Regions from separate parts of the Mus musculus genome. Here region 1 is linked to region 2. The links are chromatin contacts, called in public promoter capture Hi-C maps. All regions are on one chromosome and are shown on one strand. Each heading gives the region's core, a stretch centred on a gene start, on an enhancer-like site or on the middle of the called end of the contact. The rest is flanking DNA. Distances are from core to core; before and after follow the strand shown.

The links. Promoter capture Hi-C pulls out the DNA fragments that hold promoters and counts their contacts.
Region 1: a promoter capture Hi-C map of frontonasal cranial neural crest shows a contact between it and region 2. The contact joins the promoter of Zfp428 here to the promoter of Clasrp in region 2. A contact is called at or near these places in 3 of 39 promoter capture datasets (the C10 cell line, cranial neural crest and frontonasal cranial neural crest).

Annotation. Positions count from the first base shown.
Region 1 is chr7:24,505,432-24,509,883 of GRCm38.p6, reverse strand. Zfp428 (zinc finger protein 428) reads right to left here and starts at 2,797. Exons shown (of 3, transcript NM_146183.2): 1 at 2,448-2,797.
Region 2 is chr7:19,602,928-19,607,199 of GRCm38.p6, reverse strand. Clasrp (CLK4-associating serine/arginine rich protein) reads left to right here and starts at 2,714. Exons shown (of 21, transcript NM_016680.5): 1 at 2,714-2,788; 2 at 3,895-4,010. The coding sequence starts at 3,912. Relb (avian reticuloendotheliosis viral (v-rel) oncogene related B) reads left to right here. Exons shown (of 12, transcript NM_009046.2): 12 at 259-978. The coding sequence ends at 647.

The sequences.
Region 1 (4,452 bases), core at 1,548-4,047, 4.9 Mb before region 2:
TCAGATGACCTTGAATTCCAGATCTTCCTGCCTCTTTTCCTCCCAGTGTCAGGATCACAGGAACATCACTGTGCCTGGCGTGTTTTAGACGTCAACCTAATTTTGTAAAAGTCAGCCTCGCTGACTTTTGAGGTTTGAACTCAAATCTGTCATTTTCTGCCTAGTGCTTCAAACAGGACCCAACTTTTCTTGTCTGTATCCTTCTCAAGTCCAGGCTTTGGTTGGCACACAGAAACAGCTCCCTCGAAGCAGAAGAGGAAGGAAGAAGACCTGCACACTGTCCAAAGTCCAAGTTCACACTGGCCACCTCACCAGACTGTGGTTCAACAAAGATCCAAAGCCATGCTCTGAATAGAAGTAGGCAGTCTACACCCACAGTCTTAGCTCTCAGGCTGGTAAATCTGCAGTTTAAGGTCAGAGCTGGCTACATAGAATTTGAGGCTCGTATGAACTAAATGACACACTGTCTTAAAAAAGAAAGAGTCGGGCAGTGGTGTGGTGGTGCACGCCTTTAATCCCAGCACTTTGGGGGCAGAGGCAGGTGGATTTCTGAGTTTGAGGCCAGCCTGGTCTACAGAGTGAGTTCCAAGACAGCCAGGGCTACACAGAGAAACCCTGTCTTAAAAAACAAACAAACAAACAAAACAAACAAACAAACAAACAAAACAAAAAGAAAGGAAGGAAGGAAGGAAGGAAGGAAGGAAGGAAGGAAGGAAGAGATCTCATAGACTCTACTCCTTTGCTCAACTCTCCAGGCTTCTGGTGGGGTTGGGGGCAGGGCCACATAAAGGCCTTTTATAGCCAGAGAAGGGCAGTCCTAGTTCATTCTCCTCCATTTCCCATCTGGAATTTTCTCCTTCCTCTTTGTGGATCCAGAGTGTTTATTTTCACCCTTGCAAAGCTCACCTATAACCATCCACATTGCTCCTTGGCTCCCATAATTCCTGTTTCTCTCAATGCACACGTTTCTTCCTCCTACTGCATTGTGACAGGACCTTGCAAGACCAGGCAGTGTAGGACTAAAAACAATACGGTTTCCACTCTCCTTTAGACTCTTACTATACAGTCCAGGCTGGCCTTGAACTTGCAATCCTCCAACTTCAGCTTCCCAGGTTCTGGGGACAATAGATATGGACACTAATAATATGGCAAAGCCTGAATTTAGGGCCTGGGGGCACAAACAATGGTAGAAAGCACACTGTTCAAAGCCCAAATGTCAAATTTGCTGTTGGAGGAATGCGGCTGGAGCAAGAGGAGGAGGTGGCATCATTGGATAGGGAATTTACTAAAGACACCTAGATACTGGATCAGGCCTTTGAAGGACCGAGAAATAGTGACTGGCAAGGAAGAGCTCTCATGATTAATCATCAGATGTTGGGCCCCTCTAATTCTGTAGTAATACATTATTTTTGGAAAAACTCGCACCATTCAGCAAAGAAAAACTGAGGACAACTGGTTGTTTCTATTTTAAATATTTAATATATGTGTTCCATGCAACAATACCTAGGATTAGCCATTCCATAAACCCACTCCCCCTTCTTTTTTTGAGATCTGATGCCCTCCCCAAAAGGAAAAAAAAAAAAAAAAAAAAAACAGGTCTAGAATAGCGAATCCTCCTGCCCCAGCAGGAATTATAGGCGCGTGACACCACACTGGGCTTTAACTATTATTCTACTTGACCATCACAGCAAGGATTGTTAGGACTTTTCTTGGGGGTTTACTTGGGGACAGCCATCCCTCTCCAAACCCACATTATATAAAGCTTCTTCCAGAACGTTCCGGATATCAAGTGGAAGCATTAGGACAGGTGGAAGCCAGCTGGGCGTGGTGATGCACCTCTGCGAACTCAGCACTTGGTAAATTATAAATTCTAGGTTGTACTCCGCGATATTGTGGGTCCAAAACCCAGCTACATGAAACCGTATGCCTCAGTTCCCTCAAAAGCAGAGTGGCCAGGACCCCACCCACACATACGCCTCACAGTGCGTGAGTGAACACAATAGATACCTTTCCGCACAACGCTAGGTAGGACTGGGACTCGGACAAACCCCGGTACCAAACAATAAAGATCAGCTCCCACAATGCCCCGTGACAGCGTCCCACGATGCCTCGGGCCTTTAACGACCACCAGGCACCCAAACGCTCCTTGCCCCGGGGCTTCTCACAGAAGGCGTGTGCGACGAAAAAAAAAAAAAAAAAAAAAAAAAAAGTCCCCTCCAGGAGCCCAGGCCCTTCCCAGAATGCCCCAGGCCCAGAACGCCTGGCCCACGGGCTCCCACAATGCCTCGAGGCGAAGCTGTGCTGGGTCCCGAGCCGCGTGCTGGGGAAAGCAAGGGACTCCCGGGCCGGTCACTCGGCCAAGCGGCCGCGGGCTCCCGTCATGCAGCGGGGCTGTATCGCCCGCTTCCCAGCATGCCCCGCGGCCCCCCCCAAGCTCGGACACTCACCGACGCCGGCGGCCCCGGATCAGGCTCGGCGGTGGCGGCTGCACGCCCGGGCACTGCGCCTGCGTTTCGGGAGGCTAGGCGAGCGGGCGAGCGAACGGGCGAACGAGCGAGGGGCGAGCGAGGGGCGCGTGCGCGGTCAGATGGACCATTCCCGGAGGTCGATGGGAAGAGGGGCTCAGAGGATGGCGAAGGCTGTAGAGCTCACGCCGGCGGGGGTGGCGGGCTCTGCCGCTCACGGCCCCGCTAGACTTGGTACAGTCTGCGGCCCGAAGGGTGAAGAAGCTTTAAGAATCGCGCGTGCGTGCGTGCGCGGTAGAGCGAACGCGCCTTATAAATAGTGGATGCCTTGGAATGAGGGGGGAGAGTGGGGGCCTAAATACTCGGCCCGGATCCCCCGGGCTGGAGGCTCGCTCATTTGCATAATCCTAGCGCGGGACAAAGGAAGGCCTCCCGCACTGGAGGATGTGATTTGCATATTCCCGGGAGAGGCTGTTCTTCAGAGCGCAGTGATTAGCATATGGATGGGGAGGGGGGGGGCACCTGGAAAAATAAAGCGCATGCGTGTAGGGGACTGCAGACTTAATCGTGGTGGGCTGGCAACCTTGTCCCGAAACTACCGAAGGTCTGGGACCCCGTTCACGTCCCTGTCACCTAGGATAAATTCCTGGACAGCACGTGGTTTCTGCGTTGCGAGAGATCTGAACCCCCAGTCTAAGGAAAACGAACCACATTTGATTAGACAAATACTTAGAACTGTCAAGACCTGGAAGAGAGAGAGGTAGACGGCAGGAGGCCGTGGATGCCAGAAACGCCTGCCCCAGCTCGAGGTTCTGCAAGGGCTTCCAAGGGCTGATTTTTAAGCCAGGTCTGAACTGGAGCCAAGTAGAATGCCAAAAAGCAGAGGGAATAGCTGATGCAAATTTCCAGAGGCAAAGTAGTGCTTGCATTCTTAGAGGGAGTCAAGGCAGCTTTTCCGTGGAGCACAATTAGAAAGTCTGCTATAGGTGTTTGCTTTTTTATTTCTTTTTTTGTTTTTCTTTCTTTTCTTTCTTTTTTTTTTCTTTTTTGAGGCAGAGTCTCATGTAGCTCAGGCTAGCCTCCAACACCTGGGTCGAAGAAAATGACCTTGAACGCTACCTCTTGAATGTTGAGATTACAGGCATATGGCAGCCAGCCCAGCTCCTGTGGGTAATTTTAAAGGGCCATAACTTCATGCTGACTATTTGTAGCCATCCCTACAGCCCTCTCCTTCCCGAATGCTTTTATCACTAGCAATTTAAAACTCTAGAGTCCCATTACACCACAGAAAAGGAATAGTTGTGTTTTGCTTTGTTTCTGAGAGTCTCCTTGTGTATTCTGGAACTCACTCTAGCTCCGGGTGGTTTTCGTCAACTCCCTGCAGTTCTCCTGCCTCAGCTTCCCAAAGGCTGGGGTGGCAGGTATGCACCTCCCACACCTGGTCTCCCAGTCAAACTTGTGTCCCTGACGCCTCTTCTGGACCCACCCACCGTTTTATCTGGTCCATATCCCCAGCACTTCAAACACAGTAATCCCTTTGCTGTCTCAGGCTTTGATCTTGCCTTTCGATTCATCGGGAAAACCCTTTGTCCCTGCTGCTCCGAGCTCACTCTCTCCTGGTATTGATGCCAATCCGAAGGGCCTTCCTTGATGATACAGCTCCTGCAGATTGAGTGATTTAGGGAAATTGACACAGCACTGGTCTCAATAAATGCAGCGCTCTGGGTGGAAATGGGGTGGAGGGTGCCTGGGGCTTTGGAGTTCTTTAAGTCTCCTCACTCTGCATGAAAATTTCCATAACAAAATAAAACAGTACCCACCCAACCCCCCACCGCCGCACGCGTGTGCGTGCGTGAGTGTGTATGTGTGTGTGTGTTTATTTTATTCAGGCAGGGTCTCACTACTTAACCCTGGCCTGGAGTTTACTATGTAGACCAGGCTGGCTGCAGATATCCACTTGCCTCTTGTGCTGGGAATTAAAAGTGTA
Region 2 (4,272 bases), core at 1,465-3,964:
CCACAAAGTTGAACTCTGACCTCCTCCCATGCGTTATGTTATCAGGTATGCCCACTCACATCACATACATCATGCATGTACATAGATACAGATACACGCACGCACACACACAAAATGAAGAGAATGATGGTACTTCCTTTCTACTCTGGTTAGGGTTAAAGGCCCAAGATAGAATACACTAAGGACATGGGAGTCCAAGTTAGTTACTGCCTGGCCAGAGGCAGGCTCTTCTAAACCCAGCTATTCTCTCCTCATCAGGCCTGTTCCTCCCACCATCGGCTCTGCAGCCGGCAGACTCTGATTTCTTCCCTGCTTCCATATCCCTTCCTGGGCTGGAGCCTCCTGGTGGACCCGATCTCCTGGACGATGGCTTTGCCTATGATCCTTCTGCCCCCACGCTCTTCACTATGTTGGACCTGCTGCCCCCAGCACCACCACTTGCCAGTGCTGTGGTGGGTAGCGGGGGTGCAGGGGCCACCGTTGTGGAGTCTTCTGGCCCAGAGCCCCTATCACTGGACTCTTTTGCAGCGCCGGGCCCCGGGGATGTTGGTACTGCTAGCCTTGTGGGCAGCAACATGTTTCCCAACCAGTACCGAGAGGCAGCTTTCGGGGGTGGCCTCCTATCTCCAGGGCCTGAAGCCACGTAGCCTCTGAGGTAACAGAGGAGGCACTGGGTGAGGTATGTGGTATAGCACTCCATTCCGAAGCCAACCTTGATCAGTCTTCCAGCTTCCTCATCCTGAATCGGACATCTGCAGCGCTGGTGGGAAGATGGGGAGCACTCCGGTTCTCTTTGAGCCCATTTTACAGAATGCTGAGTCCGAAGAGGAAAAGGGGCTCCTGCAGATGGACCCCTTCTCAGGACAGATTCTCAGAGATTGTACATAGGGGAGGAGGGAGCAGGTCCCCAGCCTTCTCCCCTAATCCTGAAGAAGGCAGTGGATTGTTCAGTTTTCCCAATAAAAATTAGTTTTTTGAGCCTTTGGGGGTCTTCTTTCTTCTTTACCTAGGAAACTCTAGGTTTGTTTGGAACAAAACATTTGTAGTTGAGAGGTTGGCCTGATGGCTCAGTGGTTAAGAGTTATTGCTGCTCTTCCAGAGGACCTGGGTTCAATAGCAGCATCTACATAGGAGCTCACGATGTGTGATGGCTATTCTTGGTTGTCAACCTGGCTACATCTGGAACTAAAACCCAAAAATGGGGGGGGGGGCATGCATGTGAGAGATTTTTGCTTAAATTGAAGTAGGAAGATCCACTTACTTTTTAAAAAAGATTTTATTTATTTTATGTATGTGAGTACACTGTCGCTGTCTTCAGACATACCAGAAAAAGGCATTGGATTCCATTACAGATGGTTGTGAGCCACCATGTGGTTGCTGGGAATTGAACTCAGGACCTCCAGAAGAAGAGTCAGTGCTCTTAACCGCCGAGCCATTTCTCCAGCCCCTGGAAGCTCAATTTCTAATCTGGATCTTGAGATGGGAAGACACACTTTTAATCCAGCTCTAATCTGGGCCACGATTTCTGCTGGATTGTATATAGGGATGTGGAAGAAGGAAGCTTTAGGTATTTGCCTGCTTGCCATCGTCTTGCTAGCAAGTCCATTCCTTCACTGGCGTTAGAGCCTTCTCTGTGGTTCTAGTGTATACTGAAGACCAGCTGAGGCATCCAGCCTTGTAGCCCGAGCATCTACTGATCTACTGAGTTCTTGGCCTTTCTGTTCCTAGCCTGCTATTGTTGAATTAACTGAACACAACCTACAGATAATTTTTATTAATCCCACATATATGTCTGTGTGTATACATATATATTTATATATACATATACACGTACATATATGTATACATATATATGTACATATAGGATTAAATAAAATTATATAATATATATGTGTGTGTATACATCTCAGAGAAACATACACCTTCAGGCATACACATAATATTTTTTTTCCGAGACAGGGTTTCTCTGTGTAGCCCTGGCTGTCCTGGAACTCACTTTGTAGACCAGGCTGGCCTCGAACTCAGAAATCTACCTGCCTCTGCCTCCCAAGTGCTGGGATTAAAAGGCGTGTGCCACCACTGTCCGGCAATATAAATCTTTTAAAAAGACTTTTCTATTTTTGTATTTTATGCATATGGGTGTTTTCTCGGCATGTATGCACATCAGAATAGGGCACTGGATCCCATAGGACTACAGTTAAGAGACTGGTTGTTGGGCTGGTGAGATGGCTCAGTGGGTAAGAGCACCCGACTGCTCTTCCGAAGGTCCAGAGTTCAAATCCCAGCAACCACATGGTGGCTCACAACCATCTGTAATGAGATCTGACTCCCTCTTCTGGAATGTCTGAAGACAGCTACAGTGTACTTACATATAATAAATAAATAAATCTTTAAAAAAAAAAAAAAAAAAAAAGAGACTGGTTGTGAGCCCTATGTGAGTGCGGGCAATTAAACTCAGGACCTTGGCGAGAGCTTCCAGTTCTCAATCGATTGTCACCACTCCAGCCCCTAAAAGAAATAAATCTTTAAAAACAACAACAAAACGTGTCTGGAATTCTGGGTTCCTCTACTTAAGCTCTCACTTTTAGGACAGGTCCCAGATGGTGCCACCCTGCAGGCCCCGCCCATAATCGCGAGAGCCACGCCCACATCCCAGAGCCCTTCCTCTCGACCGCGGAAGTGCCTTTTGTGCAGCGCCGCCTCTCTCCTTCGCTCAACCTCTCACTTCCGCTTCCGGTGTGGGTCGTGAGCGCGCGCGAGCGCAGCAGTGGGAGGCGGCGACTGGCCGGTGAGTGCAGGCATCCGACCCCGACCTCCCGGCTTCCGAGCGGTGGCAGTCGACCTCATCCTTGTCCGAGGCGCTCCGGAGATCACCGTGGGTGTCCGCCGGGCCCCGACGGCGGCCCCGCCTGCTTCCGCCCTGACAGGCCTCAGGCTGCGCCCCTCGCCCCTCCTCAGGCCCGAATCCGGGCTTTGGGGTTCGGCACGGACCCTGGTCCCCAGACGCAGCTCCGTCCCTGTCTTTCACCCATCGCTCCGGCCCAGGGCCGCACTCTCTCTTTTTAGCCTGCCTGGCCGGCTTCACGTCCCTCCTTTAGAGCTCAGCCGCCTGACCATCTTCATCCTCTGTCCACGCCCTTCACCTGGCCTCACCCCCCTCCCCAAGCGTGTCTGGGCTGTGCTGTTGCCTCTCTCCACTAACCTACCTTACAACACTGCTGCACCCCCCTCCCGTACCATGCATGGTTCCTGCAGAGGGATCTTAGGGGTTCTTGTGAGCCCAGCCCTGGCAGCTACGGATCGGTTTCAGACATTCCTTTTATTTCAAAAATTCCATTTTTATTTTTCCAGACAGCATCTCACTATGTAGCCTTGGCTAGCCTGGAACTTAGTACATAAACCAGGCTGGCTCCATACTCAGACATCTGCCTGTCCTGCCTTCCCACTGCTGAGATTCAAGGCATGCACCATCACTCCCAGCCATTTTTTTTTTAATTAAAGTAGGATCTCCATATTTAGGTTACACTGGACAGTGTAACCAAGGCTGGCCTTGAACTCAAGACAGTTCTGCATCAGCCTTCCAAAGGCTATCTACTCTATAGTCTTTCATATGGACTTTAGCGAGCAGAATCTAGGAGGATTTTTTTTCCCAGGAGAAGATCTTACCTAGGTCACAGAGAGCTTTCTCATAGTTCTGGAGCTACTGCCACAGGACTGTTAGGAGTCCTTTTGTGCACTCAGCGTCCTGGTCTGCAGCAGGGTCTCTCTCTCCCCTGAAGCCATGGGACTTGGAATTTAGTCCATCAGGATCAACCCCAACATGTCAGAGGACTGTAACTCTACCCACGTGGTCTTTATAGTCCCTTTGACATGTCTGGTGCCCTCCTCCCTCAGGCAGAAGCCTCAGCACCATGTGGCACGAGGCTCGGAAGCATGAGCGGAAACTTCGAGGCATGATGGTGGACTACAAGAAGAGGGCGGAGCGGCGTCGGGAGTACTATGAGAAGATTGTGAGTGAGCAGACTTGAGTGTGGGGCGGGCGGGCTCCAGAGGGAAGGGCCCTGGGCTTGGAGGTGTGTCAAGGCAAGAGCTCTTTTTCCTCACAATCCTAGTCGTCTTCCCCCACACCCCCTTCCACTGTGGCCATTTTTCTATGGTGTTGGAGATAGAAGTCTGGGCCGTGCAGTGCACCACCTGAGCTGCCCTTACCCCGTCTCTTGTTAGGTAGATGGTCTTTTTAGGTAACCTAGGCAGGCCTCAGACTCATACTCT